Regions from separate parts of the Rattus norvegicus genome. Here region 1 is linked to region 2. Evidence: chromatin contacts called from public Hi-C data. All regions are on one chromosome and are shown on one strand. The core of a region is the stretch at or near the end of the contact, and the rest is flanking DNA. Distances in the headings are between cores, read along the strand shown.

Evidence for each region. A called contact is a pair of places that touch in the nucleus more often than the background predicts.
Region 1: a contact with region 2 is called in a Hi-C map of kidney, with 4 times the contacts expected there. The contact joins the promoter of Elk3 here to the promoter of Cfap54 in region 2. A contact is called at or near these places in 7 of 12 Hi-C or Micro-C datasets (the A7r5 cell line, the Rat2 cell line, Schwann cells and 4 more).

Annotation. Positions count from the first base shown.
Region 1 is chr7:29,687,800-29,693,083 of GRCr8, forward strand. It overlaps Elk3 (ETS transcription factor ELK3), which reads right to left and starts at 3,368. Exons shown (of 4, transcript NM_001108743.1): 1 at 3,159-3,368. The coding sequence starts at 3,365.
Region 2 is chr7:29,487,721-29,492,693 of GRCr8, forward strand. It overlaps Cfap54 (cilia and flagella associated protein 54), which reads right to left and starts at 1,831. Exons shown (of 67, transcript XM_063264407.1): 1 at 549-1,831. The coding sequence starts at 880.

The DNA.
Region 1 (5,284 bases), core at 2,118-4,617, 200 kb after region 2:
GTCCTAAGGAATAGCACAGGGCAGGTGGGTCCCCGGGCCCTGCCACCCACCGGCTGCATGGGCCTCAGTGATCTCCCAGCCAAATGCCAGTGTTCTGCTTTGTATGGGAGGTTTTTCTGGTGCAGAACCTGCCTAATGGAGGTGCCATCTAGTTTAAAAGAGACCACAGGAAGTGCTTTGGACAGGGCATTAAGCTCCTAACAGACAGATGGCTACAAAACTACTTTAAAAAAAATGTGTGTGGGCATGCACATGTTTGTGTATTATGAATTACACTTGTGTGTAGGTGTGCGTGTTTGTGTATATGTATATTGTACTTGCATATACATGTGTTTGTGTGCATACGTGTGTACTTGTCAGTGTATGTGAACTTGTGTGTGTACATGTGTGCACATGTAGGTATGTTTGTGAGTATGTATATTGCATTTCTGTGTTTATGTGTGTGCTTCTATGTGTCCATATACATATATATATGTATATATATATATATATATATGACCATGCATGTGCACATACACACACACACACACACACACAGAGTATATGTATATTTGTGTATATTTGTACAAGTGTGCACATGCATGCAGAGGCCAGAGGACTTCAGGTGGCATCCTTAGGAATGCCTTTGTGATAGGAACGTCCTTTGTGGCAGGGTCTCTCTTTGGCCTGGAGCCCACCTATTAGGCTAGGCTAGCTGATCAGTGAGCCCTGAGGACCTACCTCTCTCTGCTTTCTCAGCAGTGGAATCCTGAACCATTGTGCCCAGCCTTCCTCCAGGGGTTCCATGAGATCAGAGCCCTCTGCTTGCCGGGGATGCACCTTACTGTCCGTCTGTCCAACCTGAAACTGTTCAGTCTAGGGAGCACACGTGTTTGTCCAAACAATGGCTGTCAGCCACTAACAATCGATCCCCATTCCAGGACACAGATCCCTTCATGCTGATAGGACACGAGCTCAGGTTCAATGCCCAGGACTTGAAGAGGTGACTCTAGTCCCAGGCACAGAGGCAAGCCCTCTTTCTTTGACACCTGATTTAAAACAATAGAAAGGCCAAGTTTCCGGGCTCTCTGCCAATGGGCGAGGCAGACTGCTTTCCTGCCGGCCCCCGATTCTCAGGGCAGAACACAGAACTTGGGGAAAATGCAAAGCGACATGCCATCTGCTTGGCTTCTGGACAGTGTAATTAGCTGAGAAGTGCCTTTACATCTTCGTAGGACTGCATTAAGTCAGGATTAATTAATTGCTGTGTTAATGGGAAGCACCTTTAGCGCTCCAATGACATAATCAGATGCAATTAGAAGCACAGAAAGGAGCCCTTTATAATTAATGACGTCTTCACTTCCTGAAACATGTAATCCTTCTGTCCTCAATTCCAAAGAGGTTTGCAGACAGAAGGCACTAAATATAGATCCGGAACCAATGTTTAAATCACTTTAAAACTCACCTTTCCATAAGAGTAGTGAACCCAGAACAAAAGCTCACTTCAGTTTCTAGGATTCTGAGCCCTTTTGTCCGTCGGGTTAAACAGTCAGCAAGCATAGGTTCAAACAGTAATGGCCAATAATTACGGGTCTGATATATTTAACCTACACCGAACGAAGTTTGCCCTACCAAGCATACTAACTTGAATTAACTCATGCCAATTGTCCTTGCTCTGATTCACCTTTAAAAAACACTCTAGGAGCTGGGGAGACAGCTTAATGGTTAAGAGCACTGGCTGCTCTTCCAGAAGACCCAGTTCAATTCCCAGCTCCCACATGGCAGCTCACAACTGCTGCAATTCCAGTCTTAGGAGGGCCACCGCCATCTTCTGGCCTCCATGGGTACTGCATGCATGTTACACATACATATGCAAGTGAAACACCCATATACATTATATATATACATTATATATACATATACATGTGTGTGTTTTATGTATGTATATATGATATGTATATGTATATATAGTTATATAATTATATAGTTATATAGTTGTAGCACTCTGTCCCTCACCTCCATGATGAAAAAATGAGACTGGCTTTGCTTCTAATTCGGGAAGTTAATAACCAGCCAAATGTCACGCACCAAGCACAGATCTAAGGACTTAGCATGCAGAAGCTCAGCGAATCCTCCCAGAGACCCTGACTGTAGAACTGCTGTTTTCTGTTTCACAAACAGGGATGCCGAGGTACCAGATCCCTCACAGCAGTACTGTGTCCGGGGCCGAAAGTATAACTCAGTATTAGAGAGCTTGCCCAGCATGCACAAGGCCCCAGAACATAATACCCAGCACTCAGGGGATGAATGTGGTCCCCCAAATTACCATTTCCCTGGAAAGGCCTCTCTGACTTAACTCTTGACCAGAAAGAAAGACAGACTTTTAGACTGTAATTATTTTTTGATTGTTTGTTTTGTTTCTTGTTTTTTTGTTTTTTTGTTTTGTTTTGTTTTGTTTTGTTTTTTTCTCAGTGTAGCCCTGGCTGTCCTGGAACTCACTCTGCAGACCAGGCTGACCTTGAACTCAGAGATTCACCTGCCTCTGCCTTCCCAGTGCTAGGATTAAAGGCGTCCACCACCATGCCCCGGCTCAGACTGTAATTCTTATTGTCTCCAGAGGCAGTTGACATCTTAGACCTGCGGGCAGCCCAATGCCCACCTTCACCAAATGACATATGAAAGGAAGGGGGAGGGAGGATACAAGAACTGAGCCCGAGGAACATACCAAGGGTTCCCTCAGAATTCAAGCTATAGATCGCCAACCTTATCTCGTGTTCTCTGCGAGTCGTTTGTACACATGTTCACGCGCTGGCACGTGCACAGAGAAGCCAGGGGACAACCTCAGTCAGCATTCACCAGGTTCCCCATGTCAGCCTTTTCGTGAAACAGAGTCTCTACCTGGCCCAGGGCTTGGCAATTAGGCAAGGCTGACTGGCCAGTGAGTCCCCGGGATCCTCCTGTCTCCACTTGTCTGGCTCCGGGGTACCAAGCGTATTCCACCACACCCTGCCTTTGTCGTGGGTTCCAGAGATTAAGTTCACTAACCGTGCTGCCTCCTAGTCACTGCTTCTGTTTTCTGATTGGATGCACAGCACAAGCACATCTGGCCTCCTCGATGAACTAAGACAGGAGGCCCCTCCCTCCCCCTCCCCTGCACAGGCCGCCAAGGCTTGCTTTACCTTGTCGTAATAGTATCTCAGAGCCCTGCTCAGCTTGTCGTAGTTCATGTTTGTCTTGTTCTTGCGGAGGCCCCACAGTTTGGCCACTTCTTCAGCCTTGAGGAGTTTGAACTCGCCATCGTTAGACGTCCAGCAGATGAGGTGCTCATGTTTCTGGTCCAGCAGCAAGTGCAAAAGGAACTGCCACAGGGTGATTGCACTCTCCATACCTGGGAGGGGGGGCAGGAGGCAGGCAGGTCAGAGCTCGGGTCTGCAGGCCAGGGGCTGTGTGGGGCTCTGCTCCATGGCTCTGTTCCACAGAGCATAAGACAGAGAGAGGACTTTCCTCCCCCCATCCCAACGGACTACCAAGTCACACACAGGCTTTCTGGTCGCAAGTTTACAAGCAGCTTCGATCCAGGAACGTGATGGCAGTGCCCTGGAGTCCTGAAACTCCCTAATCACAAACCCGCAGAGACCTCCCTGTGCTGGGAGCTACTGGAATAAACTGACTAAAGGAATGGCTAGCTTCCTCTATTCCCGCCCATCACATCAACTGCATCTAGCCATCACTTGCTGGAATGTGGCCATGAGCATCTGCTAGGGCTAAGTGAAGTCACGCAGGGGCCTGGGGTCATGAAGCCATAACCCCCCCTTGGTTGAACTGTCCTTTCACCCTACCCAGCCAGCCTTGCATTGCAGGGAGGGGAACTCAGTTATTCTTTGCACTGTCAATGTTCTCAGGTCCCAGGACAGTGTTTGCATAAAGCAGACATCCAGTCAGTAGATGCTGGTTAAACAATCAGTTGTTGCCAACTGAAGGAAGAGACGGTCAATTTCCCAGGCACTTGTGTAGTCGCCCAAGCCCCACGGTCTCAAGCACACTGACAGGAAGTGTTTTTCCCAACCAGGAGAGGAAATCCCATAAAACAATGCTATCTTTCTCCTTTGCCTGTAGCACAAACTCTGCTATTCCTTCCTCCTAACATAGTACTCGCTACTTTTTAGAGTCCAGTGGACTCCCGCTTTTTCATATGAAAGCAGGTCAAGTGGGATCGCTGGACTGTCATGATCTGAATTTTGATCGCTTGAATATATTTGGAAGAAATTACCCCTTTGTTCTATTACACTTATTTATTGCGTGTGTGTGTGTGTGTGTGTGTGCACCCATACAAAACATGGCTTGTGTGTGAAAGTCGGAGGACAACTTGTAAGCGGTCCATTTTCTTCCACTGAGTCCTGGGGATTGAACTCAGGTAGTCAGGCTTGCTGGCAGGCACCTTTACACCCGCCGAGCTAGCTTGCTAGCCTTACCCGTTGATTTTACTAATGCCCGTGTAATTAGGAAATGCCTTCCTCCAGGTTAGCTGGTGAGAGCCAATACTGCAGGTGTTTTGATCTGGGCAAATACATGGAGCTGAGAATTGGATGCCGAGTCTGGGAGGCTCAGCAAAGATCTGAAGGTGGGGTTTAGGGGGGTCTACCTCAAGACACGCAAAAGTCAAGCCGTGAGGTGGAGACAAGGATGACAGGATGAGGAAACTCCATCTATAGCAAGGAGACATTGGGGTCTGTTTGGGATAGCCCAGGGTGACGACAATAAGGACAGTGAGGAAGATGCCTGGAAGACAGAATAGTGGCCATGAGGAGTTTTCTACAGTGAGTCCCCCTCAGTGCCTGTTTTCATGGCTTTGCATTGAACAGCTTCTAGGTGTCCTAGGAGCCAGAGCAAGTCAGGCAATTCCCTTCTGATAGACCTCAAACTGCCTGACATCTTTCTGTGTCTTCAGGCAGGTCCTACAGGACAGGAGAATTGCTCAGCGGCGAGCGCTTGGCCAGCATGGGCCCTGGGTTCCACCACAGCACCACAGGAAGCAGCTTTGGGATCCTGTCAGCAATACCTCCAGACCCCCCTCACACTCCCCCCAAGCCCCATTGCAGTATGAAAACCCCCAGTCACCCCTAAGGAGCATTCATTCCTGCTTCCTCACAGGCCCAGCCAGAAGAACCCTATTGTTTCTCTGAGCACCGTGGGTGCCACCCAGTGTCTGTTATAGAAGGTCCAGACTAAGAATGCGCTACAAATCTCCACGGGGTGTTTTATTTATAACTCTTTAAACGGGGTATCCATAAAGAGATCACCCTTC
Region 2 (4,973 bases), core at 581-3,080:
TCTTGTAATTACTCATTTCGAAATGCATTAGATCAGAAAACATGGCAACATGAACAAAGCCAAATCTTAGAAACAGGTAGTTTTTAGTTCACAGGATTAAGCTGGATTAACAAACAAACAAACAAAAATCAATCAGATGCTCAGAAAGAGCCACCAAGTTAAGAGGAAAAAGAAGTTTCTGTAATCCCAACGGAATGTAAAGAAAATAAAATGTACAAGTTCACAATATGACAGACTTGAGTCCTAACTAAAAGGATCTGGGCAACCTTCTCAGAGTTGGTCTTAAGTCTACTTTTGTTCTGTTTTGTGACCCATGGGTGAGTCAAGAGAGGCCATAAAAAGACGCTGAGACCAAACCCTGAGTTAGGAAGCTCTTCTGTGCAGACTTTTATTCTGACCTGAGAAGAAGACTAGAAACGTGTAGGAAGGGCTAATGGCTTTAAAAGCTGGGAATGCCCACAGCTCAGTTTGTCTCCAGGGCCCCGCCCCTGTCGTGGTCCTCCAATGGCATCTCTTGGCGCCCTCCCCAGCGCCCTGCCTCAGCTTACCACCTCCGACGGAATTCGTGTTTCTGTTCCTCTGAGGTGGCTAGAGCCTTATTCTTCTTCATAAAGCCCAACAGCTCCCGGATCTCCTTCTCGCAAGAGGCCAGGAGCGGGTTTTTACCATCCAGGGGCCCGTAGAAGGCGGCAGAGGGCAGCAAGTCCTCGGAGCGGGTCCAGTGCGGAGGGATGGTGGAGCTCGACTTGGACTCGGTGGGCGACTTGAGAACCGCGGTGGAGGTCGGTGGCGGCGTTGGGGGCAGTTGCGCCGGCGACACCGATGTCTCAGAGCCCGGGGATACCTCAGAAGAGCTGGAGGAGTTGTTGGAGGACGCCATGTCTACCAGAGTCCAGCAGGTTAGGGGCTGGTGTACAAGCGGTTGCCAGGCAACGATCTCGCAGCAACCTAGCCACCGGCACGCTTTCCGGAAGCACAGCGGCCCCTAGAGGGAGAGGAAAGTACCGACAGCCTGCTTAGCCCATGCTGGCCTCAAAGTCACTACCCTCCATCCTCAGTCTCTTGAGTGCAGGGATTACAGACATTCATAACCAAGGCCGCTTGAAAGAGGGTTTTAAAACAAAGAATCGATGAAAAGAAAAATAAAAATAACCATCAAAGATTTCACACTACGTTTTTTTCCCCATTTGGAGCACCTACTAATAACCATGGTTACAATAATTAAAATGGATAGGGAATTATTCCAAGCATTTTGAAACATTGCTTTTCTCATTAATCTTCATGACTTCATACTTCAGCTTCTATCCTAGCTCCTTGGTTTCACAGATTAAGAGAACATAGCTTGACTTTGACCAAACTCAGAGGATAATGGAGCATCAGGGGCTAATTATATGCTGCAAAGCCAGCGATCATACAGAATTTGTTGTCCTAATGATGCCCCCAAAAGAAAGCGTCGAAGCTGTATTCCCAAACCGGAATTAGGGAACTCTCTGACAGTCTGGTTAGGACAAGCACCTTGCATGGCTATGTTCTCTTCCCTCTGCAGTTTGGGCTTGTGACTGTGGCAATCATGGAATTACTTCCACTTCAGCTTTATCCTAAATGTCACCGTGTTCTAAATCAATGTGCCTTTTACTCGACTTTAACTTCTTGACGTTAATATACGCTATCGGTTAATATATGCATAACGTTGGCTAATAGTCCTAACGGTTATGCTAACACTAAGAAATGCTCTTTTCGGTTGGGGATTTAGCTCAGTGGTAGAACGGTTGCCTAGCAAGCGCAAGGCCCTGGGTTCAGTCCCCAGCTCCGAAAAAAAAAAAAAAGAAAAAAGAAAAAACAAACGAAGAAATGCTCTTTTCTTGCCTCTCACAGGCCACGTGGAGTCACATTTATTAATTTGGGATTTGAATCTCAGTTAGCAGACCTACTTTTCCTTACAAACTATGCAAGCCCAAAATTCATTGAAGAGCCAGAGGTAGAGGGTGGTTTTAAATGCCAGGTCTTTAACACTGAAAACTACTACCAAGTTTTTCACACACAAAACGTAGATGGTGACCTTGCACCCACTGAATACTAAGCAGCTCATTAGGCTGCAAGCGTATCTCCTCCAGTTCCAATCTCATTTCTCCCGGGCCCTATGAATCCATGCTAATTCATAAGGCCAGCCCCTCCTCTGTCCTATGCACTGTACCCTGATATACTTGAAAGGAAGATCACGGGGAAATTGTTCACTGGAGCAGGTAACTATGGATAAAGAATCTTCCAGTCCACCAGTGACACACAAGGACACCAACCTCACTGTCGGAGACCAGTTCTCCAGCCAAGAGGCAGAGTCTATTCTCGATGCCCAGTATTTTATATTCGAGGTGAGCAATATAAACTGTAACATTTTTAAAGAATGCAGGTTGGGGTCGAGGGGAAGGTGTCCATTGAACTTTTGTCAAAAAATATTAATAGATACCTTTTTTTAAAAATTGGCTTGCTAGATTCTCCCAGATCTCATTTTCCCTTGTTTTCACTTAGCAGCCCTGTCCACTTCAGATCAAAAGCCAGTGCAAATTGCTACTGAGAACGATCTATTGTAGTGACGACTAGAATCAGCAGGAGGCAGGATCCAATTAAATTAAAGTGGTCAGAGAAGAGGAGAGGCCAGAGAACAAAGTAGGCCTGCTCCTTCCCAGCTTTTTTACAAATGACCTTTCTCACAGTGTACAGATTTCAAAGTCGCCGGTAGAAAAAGAAATGTGACGAAACTCAAGCGCTTGAATTATGAAACGGTCTATCTTAGTCATCACCTACCCCCCCCCCCAGCCTCCGCCCTGCACTCACTTCTGTTAACAATGCCTCACTGGCAGTGGGTTCTGGAAGCCTGTCTGAATATTTAAATGGGTGTTAGATTCTGAATCATCGCTGTGGAAGATGGGAGTTTCTATTATGTTCCCTTTAGCTTATAGTTGAGGGGTTTTTTAAAAGAACACTTTCAGAGATCTTCATGTAAGGAAATGCCGCCTTTATCACACTCTTCCTTCCCTTGTGTCACTTTTCCTCATTCTTCTTGTAATGAAAGACTGCATAGAGGCCACCACGGGCAAGGCGGGGCAATGTAAACACCTCCCTCAGAAATAATGCAAATTGTTCGCTCTTATAATTAATGCCTTTGCCAGCCTCGGGGATCCTCTCTGCTCGTTCGGAATCCTTCTATGTCTTAAGCTACGGTTAGAGAGATAATAAGCTGTTGTCTTCTGTTAGATATTTAACTGTTAATCACTCAGACTGCTCCTAAATAGAAATGTGTGATCCTTCAAAAAAAAAAAAAGTACAGAATTCTCCTTTTCCCACTTCACCAACTAATGTGAGAACTCGAGTCCTGGCTTCCCCCTTGTTCGCCCATCCATTCCGTTAAATACCCCCATTCCTTTGTGTAGTCCTACGATCTGCACATGCGCACTCGCTCTCCCTGCAAAGAAGCAGGTGAGTGTGGACAGCTACCCATCGTGGGAAAAACACACTGTGGAATGTGTTCTGATAAGGTCAAAGGATGTTACAGAAGTCCCGAGATGCAGCTCGGGGATGGAGAGAGAATGGAGGATTCCCAGGGAGACAGTGGCGTAGCTATGGACTAGAACTGCCTCTCCTTAGCTGGAAGACCCTGCAACATTCGCTTGCCCGTTTTTTTTTTTTTTTTCTAATAACCTAGAGCTGAGCCAAGGAAGCACAAAATGAGCTAGAAGGGGGAGCATGCCCAAACACAACGAGCAGCTGGAGGGTGTGTTCAGAAATCTTTATTTGGTTTTGTGTTGAGTGGAACCCTTCAGACAGAAAGGTGTTTTCTTCCCCAACCTATGACAGCTCGACGGGATTTTTTTTTTTCAGCTTTAAATTGATGGAAAAGAATACTGTGGTGGTCTGAATAGGATTGGTCCCCATAGACTCATGTGTGTGAATGCTTGGCCCATAAGGAGTGGCACTATTAGGAGGTGTGGCCTGGCCGGAGTGGGCTTGGCCTTATTGGAGGAAGTGTGTTACTGAGGGTGGGCTTTGAGAATGTCATATAGGCTCAGGCTAGACCCAGTGTGAAACAGTCTCTTACTGCCTGTTGATCAAGATGTGGAACTGTCGGCTCCTTCTCCAGCACAATGCCTGCCTGCATGCCACCATGCTTCCTGACACGACAATGATGAACTAAGCCTCTGAAACTGTAATGCTTTCCTTTGTAAGAGTTGCCTTGGTCACGGTGACTCTTCACAGCAATAAAACCCTAACTGAGACAAATACCCACATGACCATATTGATTTTCACTTCAAGTACAGTATTCAATAATGGTGGAGTCATGTTTCTGTGCACTCTGTAAAGATTATCCTTGCATTATTCAAATGACAATTGATTTCTGAACCAGCAGAGGTCTGATTCCAGGCCAGATTTTGGTATCGTTAAGCCTATCTTACCTTAGTATTTTGTAGACAGTGTTCTCCATCACCTTCTGACTAGTTAAAAGAAAAATCTTGTGGCCTATAGCAAAAAGCAGAATAGTAACATGGGACTTCCAGAGAGAGAAAAGAACTCTGGAAAAGACATGGAGGAAGAAGCAGGCTGGGAAGGAAAAAGGGTAACTAACCAGCCACATGAGGGAACTTAGATTAGCATAAAGGGGATAATTGAGTTATAAGCTAGCAGAAAACAATGCCTAGCTATAAGGCCAAAAGCTTATAAATAAACTGGGGCAGGCATAGTAAGACCCAGGGTTATACACTAAATTACATGAGATAGTCATTGCATGGTAAAATAGACTTTGCCTAGGGATAAGTTTGTCCAATTCACTAATGTAAGTGGTCGGAGCACACCTAGCGTTCATTAAGCAAGGCTATGGTATTTGGCAGGCTAGAAGTGTTAAGTTCCTCTTGACCTTACGAGACCTTCAGTTTACAACGGGCTCACCAAGACCCGTAAGTCAAGGCACCGAGGTACAAGGT